Regions from separate parts of the Lactuca sativa genome. Here region 1 is linked to region 2. Evidence: chromatin contacts called from public Hi-C data. All regions are on one chromosome and are shown on one strand. Each heading gives the region's core, a stretch centred on a gene start, on an enhancer-like site or on the middle of the called end of the contact. The rest is flanking DNA. Distances are from core to core; before and after follow the strand shown.

Region 1 (5,664 bases), core at 2,147-4,646, 160 kb before region 2:
TTCTATTCAGTTATAGAGATAGAGATGTCACCGAAATCCAAACGCAAGTTTCACTCTATAATAAAAAATATTTAAAACTACTAATGATTGGATAGTTTTTTCAAGAGTAAATTATACTTTCAAAAATCTACCCATTACATCAATGTTGTCAAAATACAAAGCAAATTTTACTACTATAATAAGAAATAATGTTAAAACGTGTCATGCTATAATTTGGTAGATTTTTACATACAATACCTTAATAAGAAAAAAAAAATGAAAGTACAATGTTGTAGTAACCGAAAGAAATGGAAGTATTTTAGACATTTTGAAATGAATACTAAAATCTAAATGCTACTATGACATATTAACTAGGGTTAAATGCAAGAAACTAAGCAACATGCATTTATTAATTTGTTTATCATAGCATTCTAGTTTCATTTCTACCGATTACAACATTGTATTTAGAAAAATCTACTCAACTATAGCAATGTCATCCAAAAGTGAAAGTAGAAAAGAACAATTACCAATAGATCTTGACATTGCAAGAACACCAAAAACACGATGCCCATTCCATTGTATCACCTTGCCTCCCGCAGATTCTATCCTTGCATATTCATCCTCCCGATTTGGCTATTTCAATATATAAACAACAATAACATCAATTAAAAAGTAAATCAATGACGTGAGAATCCATAAGTCCCCACATGCTTGCCCAAGCAGTAAGGAGGTGAGAATCCATAAGTCAGGTCTCAAGACTTCAAGTTTTGCAAATAGCAACATACTTTCATTATTCTACTTTCATATAAACCAAAATACCAAAATCTTACTTTATGATCTACAGAAAGTGCCATGGCTTCTTTTCCTCGGCATAAAACGGCTCTTGAATCCCCACAATTTGATACGATTATATGTGAGGAACAAATCAAGGCAACAACTGCGGTGGACCCCACGGTTTCAGGAGCTATGATTTCAAGGTTCCCTTGTTTTCCTCCAATTTCATCATCAACTTTAAGGAAACACTTGACAAAAGCTTTTTTCCACAAATCTTGGCAACTATTTTCGGTGTTTATAACATTGCTTCCATCACCACTACAAGCCGCCATAAGTGGTTCTAATTCCTCTTGTAAAGCAGTATGAACACGCCCACTACAATAGTTTGCAACCTGGCAATAACCTTACAAGTTAGATGTAAATATAAGGGTTAAAATGCAAGATATAGCAACCTACTTTTATTTATTAGTTTGTTATAGCATTGTACTTTTATTTATTAGTTGACTTTTAAGGCCCTACAATTGACTTGTTATTGAAATAAATTGATTGTGATTTCGTTAAAAATATGACAATACCATATTCCCACTTGCAATATACTCCAAAAGCTTTGATTTTTGTTGCTGGATTTTCTTAAAAAAACATGAAGATTTATATCCATTTTAAAGTTGACATATAACCAATGTAGAAGTCAAACTGACTTTTAAGGTCCTACAAATGACATCTTATTCAATGAAGTGATAGTGATTTCATTACACAATCAAACAATACCATATTCCCACTTGTAATATACTCCAAAAGTTTGAAATTAAAAAAATATGAAAATTAATAAGTTGAAAAACAATCAATTTTACCAAAAAGTCAGCTATATCATACTAATACCATATTCCCACTTGCAATATACTCCAAACGTTTGAAATTCGCTGCTGAATTTTCTCAAAAAACATGAAAATTTACAAGTTGAAAAATAACCAATTTGACTAAAAAGTCAAACTCGATCATACCAACACACTTTCATTTACACTTCAACATTCTACAAAGGGTTACGTAATTATGTTTAAGAAGTAAAATAACAACATACTTTCATTGATTTATTTATCATAGCAAAATACTTTCATTTCTTCCTATAATCTCACAACAACATTGTTGATTGTACTTTCAAAAATCCACCTAATTATAGCAATGTCATCCAAATCCAAATCGAATTTTCACATACTAAAAATAGAAAATGAAAATAAGACACAAACCTGAGAACCACCATGTCCATCATACACCCCAAAGAAATGAGCACTCAAATGACTCAAACTTTTGGTCATCTTTTCACCTGTTAGCATCTGAATAGGAATCTTCAAGAATCTTGGAACAGTTGCAACTGAATCTTCCATTTCAGGTCTTCTTCCACACATAGAAGTATATCCCCATAAAGGAACACAATCCACCTCAAACACACTTCTTGCTACAATCCCACTTGACACCTTATCAGAAACAACAATCTCCTTTGCCACGTCATCAACCCTATCAATCCCTTCAACCGAGCAAACGCCCTTTTCACTATCTTCTGATTGCAATGTATTTAAAGACTCGAATGCTATAAAATCTTCACCACATAAACTACTGGAATCACTGACGACAGAAAGAGTACATGACGCTTCAAAGATTCGATCACCCTCTAATGACATCAATTCATCTTCACTTTCTTGAAACCCGGAATCGGAATTTTGATCATCGAAAGTAATTTTATCACCCATGATCAGTTGTTCGACTTGTGGGGTTTGTATTTCAGTGATTATTTTACAGATTGGATTACGTAAGCTTAATGGCACTGAAGCCGCCGGAAGTATCTCCTCCATTAAAATCACTATCGGGTTTGAAGTTAAATTTACAAAAAACCACCCTCGAAAAAGTCATTGTTTGACTAATTCATATTGCCCATGCCTATAAATCTATAAGGCTATGAATAAAATCAAACGCGATGAAGAAAACGAATCGAAATGGGTGGTCGGATCTAGTGAAAAAAACAAGAATTTTAATGAAGGAGTTGATCTAAAATGTTTCGATATCTACTTCCATACAGATTTCCAAGGAAACCCCACAAAGATTCGACAATCTTTGAAGCTCTAGACACGAGAAAAAGGGAGAAATTTTAAGGAAATACAGAAAGAGAGGGGAAAAAGTTTCGAGAATCACAGGGAAACCCAAAAAAGATGTAGCCTTTTCTCTACTTAAAGTTTTTGGAGTTCCCTGGATCTGAGGCAACCGATATCAACCTCTCTTCTTCTTTCTTCTTTTTTCCAACTTTCAGCAATAATAACAACCAAGAGAGAAAGGGTACTAATCATCAAACATGTTAAAGTTTTCAAGTGTCTTTCTCACTTACCTAATCTTTACACATATGGTTGAAGATAAACTGTTGTTTGTTCTTCTTGTTGTTCTTCACAACCTTCCTTCGGTTTACTTTATATCATAATCTGTTAATCTCAACGAGTTTTGGTTTCAAGATTGAATCTTTAGAGGTGAATGTGATTGCCCATTTCTCGATTATTGGGTACGAGCAAGAAAGAAAGAAGAAGATGGAGAAATTGAAAAATGGGAAAAAAAAAAAAAAAAAAAAAGAGAGAAATAAATATTTTTTAATGGAGAACAAGAAATTGAGTAGACAAAGGACATAAGGCAGGCCGCAGGTGTCAAGAAAAACTTAGAAAAGCATATAATAAAGCATCTCCACACATTTATTATTTGTCATTTGTCATTTGCTTTATTATTTATTTTATCTTTTTCTTTTCACCAATAGAAGGCTTCCATGTCCCCTCTAAAGCATCATCCATTGTTGAGTCAAGTCTATATCTTGATTATTTTTTTTTCTTTTTTAGGTAATAAATGATGAGATTTAGACAACTATAAGTAGATTTTTTGGGTTTTTTTATTCTATAATATATTTATTTATAATTATAATTAATACTTACATAATCCATCTAATATCATAATTGTTATAGTTTATATGGAAGAATAAAAGAGAGAAAAATAAAAAGACAAATGATTAATTTTCACTTTTTTGTGGTGAAAATTTGTTGTGACTAAGCATGACGTGTTCGAATGAAATATCATATCCAAGGTCGAAAAGGAATTGCACTTAAATTATTCGATTTCTTATGGGTTGTTTTTTTTTAAGTAAATAAATAATTTAATATTATAAAAAGATATTTATTATCCATCAAATATGTAAATACATTTAATTTAAATCTTATAAAATTCAATTATTTTAAGGTTATCTATTCAAGAAAGTTATTTTAATAAAATCTTTAACAAAAATGTTCAAATTATTTGAAAGAAAATAATATTTATTTATTTATTTATTTTGCCTACAATTATGTGTTTAGTGGTTGGTCATTTGTCATTGTCAACGCAAGAACCTGGTTGGTGTTGTTTCCCTTGTGTCATACACGTGGTGTTGTTTTTTTGGCCGCTTTTTGTTATCTTTTTTAAGTTGTTTTCTTTGTGTATAAATTTTTATAACCATCAAATTATTATTACACATATTATAACCTTTTTTTTGCTAAGAACAATTTACGTCATGGCGTGTTAGTGATAAATAATAATAGAAATTTTGAATATCGAACACCAATATTAGACTCAAAGGGCTTATGGCCTAGAGTTATGGAGTGATCCTGTCATTAGTTTAAATTTTATTTGAGGCTTAGATGATAATTAGGAGTACATATAAAAAACAATATTAGAAACAAATAATATAAATCTAGTCTTGAATGATTAACTAATGTATTAAATGCGATAGTTAATGAGAAAAAGTAAATGACCTTGAAAATAAATAAAGAACACAAATAATGTTTTATAGGAAAGTGACTAATTTTATTAATCTTTTGAAGTAGTATACAAAAATGTACATGATACACTGGTTGATTTGTTTATTTATAGCCCATTATTATTTATAGCCCATTATTATTTATAGCCCATTAGATGTGAGATCCACTTACTATATGAGTTTATTTAAAAAATAAAATAAAATACAAAATTCTAAACATTTGAGAAATATAAATTTATAAGGAAAATGAGAAAATATTGAATTATAAAAATTAAACTGTTCTTTTTTTAAATTTAAACAAATAATTTAGATAAATAAATTCAGATAATTAATGAATTTTTAATTTAATAATTTTGAAATTAGAAGAAAAGTTCATTAATAAAATTGATATGCATTTATTATGCATTCAAATACTATCTAGAATTGAATAAAATGAAAAACTCATAAAATAACATGTGGAATATAAATTAACTTAAAATAATCACAAAATTATATGTGACAAAATAAATGAGAATGTGACATGTGGTAAAAAGATTTTTATTTATTAAGAAGAATGAGTAAACATGTAAAGATACAAAGAGACAAGTACAAAAGGTAAAAGCAATGATCAACATGATAGTACATCTGACAAAAGATCTTGTTGATCTTGTTCCCTGATCTACAAACAACATAAGACAAAAACAATCACTTTCTCAGATAAGTTTTACTTCGGACAATCTTCAACTCGGATGAGCAGCTTCTTCAAATCATATCAACCTCGGATAGCATATGGTCACTTTTTATGTTCTATCAATCTCCCCATAAGTAACCTTATCTATTATCATTTCTTCAATTCTCATCATCATCAAAAGGAAACATATAAACTTTGTGCAATCATGTTTCGAACTTTAATCCACCAACTTATATCATCAATAAAATCTTTATTTACATCCTTTGGAGCTTCTAATTAGGAAGTTATGGTAATAAACTTTAGAAGCACCTTAGTATGAACAATATGCTTTTACATTTCCCTGAAAAGTTGTTTTTTTGATCGAGCCTTTCAGACGAAAGATGTATCCTAGCTCAGGTTCAACAATGGGACTAATGGGAATATTTTC
Region 2 (5,339 bases), core at 2,772-5,271:
CTCAGAGAGTGGACCAGGTGGATTGAAGGCCCGGTGCGGGCGGACCAATCAAACTGTAGACTCGATGTACATGGCTAGACTCGGAGGGTGGACCAGGTGGACTATAGGTCGGTGCGGCGGACCAGTCACACAGTAGACCCGAAGTGCATGGTTGTTCTGTTCTGGTTATGATATTATGCGTGTATGGTATTGTGGTTGGTATTTTGGGGGTATCTCACTAAGCTTTCAGGCTTACAGTTGTGGTTTAATGTTTCAGGTTCTTCAGGAGACCGTGGCAAGGCAAAGGCGTGATCGTACCGCTCCTCATGTTTATGTTTTATCATATGGTTATGGGGAATACTCTGATAATAAAAGTATTGAAAACCTTTTTGTAATAACATAATGAATGTGGGTTGTTTTTGAAAAGTTTAAATTGGTTGAAATTTTTAGAGCGTTACAGCATGGCTTATGTGATTGTTATGGAATATATGATTATGTGGTTATGTGTGGTATTCTCTGGGGAACTCACTAAGTATTAGCTTACAGTTTGTTGATTATTTCAGGTACTTCAGAGCCTAAGGGTAAGGGCAAGGTTTGATGGCACGACGTGCACTCTCCGACATTTTATATGGGGACACTCTGATGTTTGAAATAAAATGTTGATGTTATGGATTTTGAAAACAGTTGTCATTGATATTTCATATTTTATGGGGATATTTTGATTAATTAAAAATGAAAATTTTATTTGGAAATTTAGGTCGTTATAGAGGCACAGATACTGGCATGCTGGTTGTTGTTATAAGAAAACTCAGCTAACGGAAGATAAGAGTCCCAACTCCCACCAAAATCAATGACACATGCACACAACATATCCTCGAGCGTCTGAATAGTCCGCTCGCTCTGCCTGTCCGTTTACAGATGGTATGCGGTACTGAAGTGTAGTCAAATACCCAACTCCTTATGAAATCTCTTCCAGAACTTATGAGTAAAGCGTACATCATGGTTCGACACAATAGACGTGGGCACCGCATGCCGAGCCACCACCTCTTGAACATAAATCTCGGCTTTCAGAGACAAAATGTCTGCAGTCTGTGGGCCACATTTGCAGTAGAAGAGGTGGACCGAATGTTTGCAGTTTGCAAGAAGACGATTTGTTTTTTAATGTCTGCAGACATTAAATTTTTCATCAACTATAACTTAAGCAACTAAATAAAGCATACAACTAATTCACAAATATAATTGGGGGTTAGCAAAAACCGAACCGATAAAAAAACCTGATAAAAACACAACAAACCGAAAATAATAAACTGAAACTAATACAAATTCCGACGATGTGATTGACATTCGAATGGCTAAAGTTTGGTTGGGATTCAATAATCAAAAATTTTAATGAACTTAGTTATTAACGTGGCATAAATTATGTTAACTGAAAAATAGAATTTCATTAAGATTTTTGATATTATATATATGAACTAGTTAGTGATGATATTGTTTCTATCCTAAACAACATAAAAAAAGTTACTAGATTTACCTACTAAATGCAAATGTACACAAAAATAAAAATATATACAAAACTATATCAAAATTATTTGGATAAATATATTATCTGAATAAAAAAACATGTACATAATCATATACATAAACATTTGGGTTAATACATAATTATGATATAAAAAGACAATAAATAAAGAAACAAATAATTGCATCAAAAGAAAAGAGGAGGACAAAAGTATAAAAAATGAAAAACAACAGTCATAATTACCAAAAAAACCTTTTTTAAAAGTTATATATATATATATATATATATATATATATATATATATATATATATATATATATATATATATATATATATATATTTTGTGGAAGAGGTAAGATAATGGTAGAAGATGTTAGAAGACATAGGTCCATATTTGCGCTAAGAAAAGGATGCACATACCTTTTTAGGTCTGCGGTCTTCTAAAAAATAAACAGTCTGCGAGACCAAATGTCTATGCGCTGTCTGTGTGGCGTAGACGTAAGAGGTCAAGAAGAACTTTTACAAAAAAACAAACACCACCTAAGCAAGATAACATATTGGGGAATATGACTTATCAATGTAATTAACTTTTTGGTTTGTTCACATTTGGGTAACTATTTTTTTTTGTACATATCTAGATCTAGGTAACGAACTTTTTTGAAGTGTTCACATATGACCATTCTGATCGACAATAGCAAGTTACATCCGGTCATAATGGTTATATGTGAACACTTCCAAAAGGTAAGAGTAAATTACACGAATGGTCTATGTAGTTTGGGGTAATTTACATGTTTGGTCCCTAACTTACTTTTTTAACTCGGATGGTTCATCCTGTTTATTTTTGTTGTGCGCTTGGTCCTGTCTTACCTAAAAAGGCTGAGTCCCACCAGTCACCATCCCATCTCTCATCCTCTCCAACTTTTATTTCATTTCCATCTTTACTGACATCGACGTCTTTACCATCCTTTTTTTTTCGGTCTTTCAACTCCAACGAACCAACACCATAACATTCTATTAACAACATTCTAAACTTTAACTCATCAAATGGTGCCATCTTTATCCCCTTTTGTGGCAACAATTTGTCGATTATTTTCAAGTTAGAGGAATCAAATTACATCATAAGAGAACCGACAACATTCTGGATTTGATTCCCCATACTTTAAGAGAACTAAAATCAATCGATTTATCTGTCGTCGTCGACTTTGATGTTCTTCTTAACATTATTGGTCTGCACTCTTTATTTATGATATTTTAATCTCTAGTAAATTTGATTTTTTTTATATTTAATATATTAAACAATAAAATTATATAAAACAACAATGTGTTTTTTTTCCAAGTCAAATCTAGAGTTTTATTATTATTATTATTATTATTATTATTATTATTATTATTATTTTTCTAATTATTTTATTTTATTTTACCAAAGTAGTGTATTTTAAAAAGATATTTACCAAAATGGTATGGTTTTCAAATATTTACCATTTAGGTTAAATTTTATACCAAATCAAAATTAGAAGGTAAAATAAAAAAGAAAAGAAATTGACTTATCATGATAATTAATTTTTTGGTTTGTTCACATCTAGGTAACCATTTTTTTTGTACATATCTAGATAACAAACTTTTCGAAAGTGTTCACGTATGACTATTATGACCGGATGTAACCTGTTACAATCGATCATAATGGTCATATGTAGCGGTGTTCGTTTGGATGAATTGGTTTGATCTGATCCGATCAAGTGAATCCGAATAGATTTTGGTTTTCAAAACATTGATTTGAATAGTTCAAACTAAATTTAAATCCGATCTGATCCAACCAAATTACAATTCGGTTGGATCGGTTTTTACAATTCGGTTTTCAAGAGGCAAAACATTTTGAAAAATATATAACTTGAATATTAACAATATCTATAAGGAAACTATTTTTTCTTATAAATTATAATTTATGAGCAAATACTAAGAAAATATATTATAGTTAATATGTCATTGACAAAAAAAACTTTTAATAAGAAGTAATTTTAAAGTAGTATATTCAATGAAAATTTCTAATAACTAAAAATAATAATTTAGTAAATTTATAAATAGTTAAAGATACATTTGAAAAATAGAGAATAAGTTGTTATTTGGTTTTTTTGGACTATTCGATCCTTAGTTTATAAACCAAAATCAATCCGAAATTCAAAATAATAATTCGGTTTTACTGAAAACCAATCCAAAAATCTGAATAACTGAACCAAATAGCCTGATCCAAATTGTCCAATTAGACAATTCGGTTTTATCCAAATAGTGAACAACCCTAGTCATATGTGAACACTTCTAAAAAGTTCGTTATCCAGATATGTAAAAAAAATAGTTACCCAGATATAAACAAATCGAAAAGTTAATTACCTTAATAAGTCATAAACCCTGACGTATTGTCCATATATCTTTATTTATTTCTTTTTTAATTGCTATAAATAGATTTATTAGGAGAATATGTTCATTTATTTCTTTTTTAATAATCGCTATGAATAGATCTATTAGGAGAGGCTTTTTAAACACGTGATGCGTTAGGCCAAGACACTTTTCGTTAGGGTTTAGTGGTTTACGGTGCTCAAAATAGCCTCACGTCTTCCCGACTTCTTTGATCACCGACCCTCCACCCTTGACGACTCACCTCCGGCGACATCTCCGGCCTCCACGAATCTATCTCCGGCGAAAGGGCGAATCCCACTGCTCCATTTCCATCTCCATCTCGACTCGGCCATTTAGTCTCAGGTTTTCTTTTAAGTTTCCGATTTTGTATGAGTTCACTGCTACATTCTTTATTTGATAAAATTGATCAAACTGATCATATATTTGACTGATTTTGTATGTGTTCACTCTTTACTTCGTAAAATTGATCATGTAGATGACTGGATTTGTATGAATTCACTCTTTATTTGATATATATGATCAAATTGATCATGTAGTTCACTGATTTCTTATTTGTTTGTGACCTTGTAGTTTGTAACTTCTAATGACAGTCCTGAGACTATGAGTTTCCTGTCTGTTTTGACATTCGATCAGTTGTCATGTAAATGTTTCTAATTATTCTTGCCAATTACATGATTAAGAACATATTGTAGAGATGTCGTGGAGAGGAAGGGGACGTGGGCGAGGTGGTTTTGGTGGTGGTTTTGTTCGTTTTGCAAAAGAAGAGAAGTACGAAGTATTTCCTGTAAGTTAAAGTTTTGTTTCTTCTTTTTTATACTAATATTTGATTATATTTCTAGTTTAGTTCTCTTTTTGACATATTGGTATAAACCTTGAAGAACTTATAGAAAGAGATCTTATGATCTTCTATTCTTTGGTGTGCCATAGTTGTAATGCAAACAATTTCTTTCTTGCAGGAAATCACAGACCTCCCTGATGTCAATCTTAAGCAAAAAAAAGACGATTACTGGACTTTAGTATCATCAGCTGATAATCTGAAAAAGTTTTGGAATTCATCTCCTTATTATTTGGAGGATCTGAGTGAAAGTGGTAAAAGTAAGCATTCCATTCGATCTTTAAATTGCATATGTCCATTAAGTTTCTAAACTTCTTCTGTTATCTTTTATATGATATGATATGATAATGTTTTTGATTTTTTTTTATGTGGAAATTGTGGTGGCAGAAAGTATTAATAGAAGGCCTCCACTTTCAGACTATATGATGCTGACTACAGACTATGTTCCAGCAGAACTAGGTAAGTAAAAAGAATGGAATGGTTGATTCCATTCATGGAATGGAATCAGCCATTCTTGAAGGAATGTGATTCCTTTCTTCTGTTATGTTAATTTTCATTCCTTATCCTATGGGTGTTTTCTTTAAATGAAGACGA

The links. A called contact is a pair of places that touch in the nucleus more often than the background predicts.
Region 1: a Hi-C map of bud shows a contact between it and region 2, with 10 times the contacts expected there. The contact joins the promoter of LOC111883708 here to the promoter of LOC111883738 in region 2. A contact is called at or near these places in 4 of 4 Hi-C or Micro-C datasets (bud, leaf and seed).

What each region holds. Positions count from the first base shown.
Region 1 is chr7:92,151,414-92,157,077 of Lsat_Salinas_v11, reverse strand. LOC111883708 (probable protein phosphatase 2C 6) reads right to left here and starts at 3,396. Exons shown (of 4, transcript XM_023880033.3): 1 at 1,998-3,396; 2 at 810-1,145; 3 at 507-612. The coding sequence starts at 2,600.
Region 2 is chr7:91,993,257-91,998,595 of Lsat_Salinas_v11, reverse strand. It overlaps LOC111883738, which reads left to right and starts at 4,021. Exons shown (of 9, transcript XM_023880063.3): 1 at 4,021-4,252; 2 at 4,591-4,694; 3 at 4,867-5,005; 4 at 5,133-5,204. The coding sequence starts at 4,605.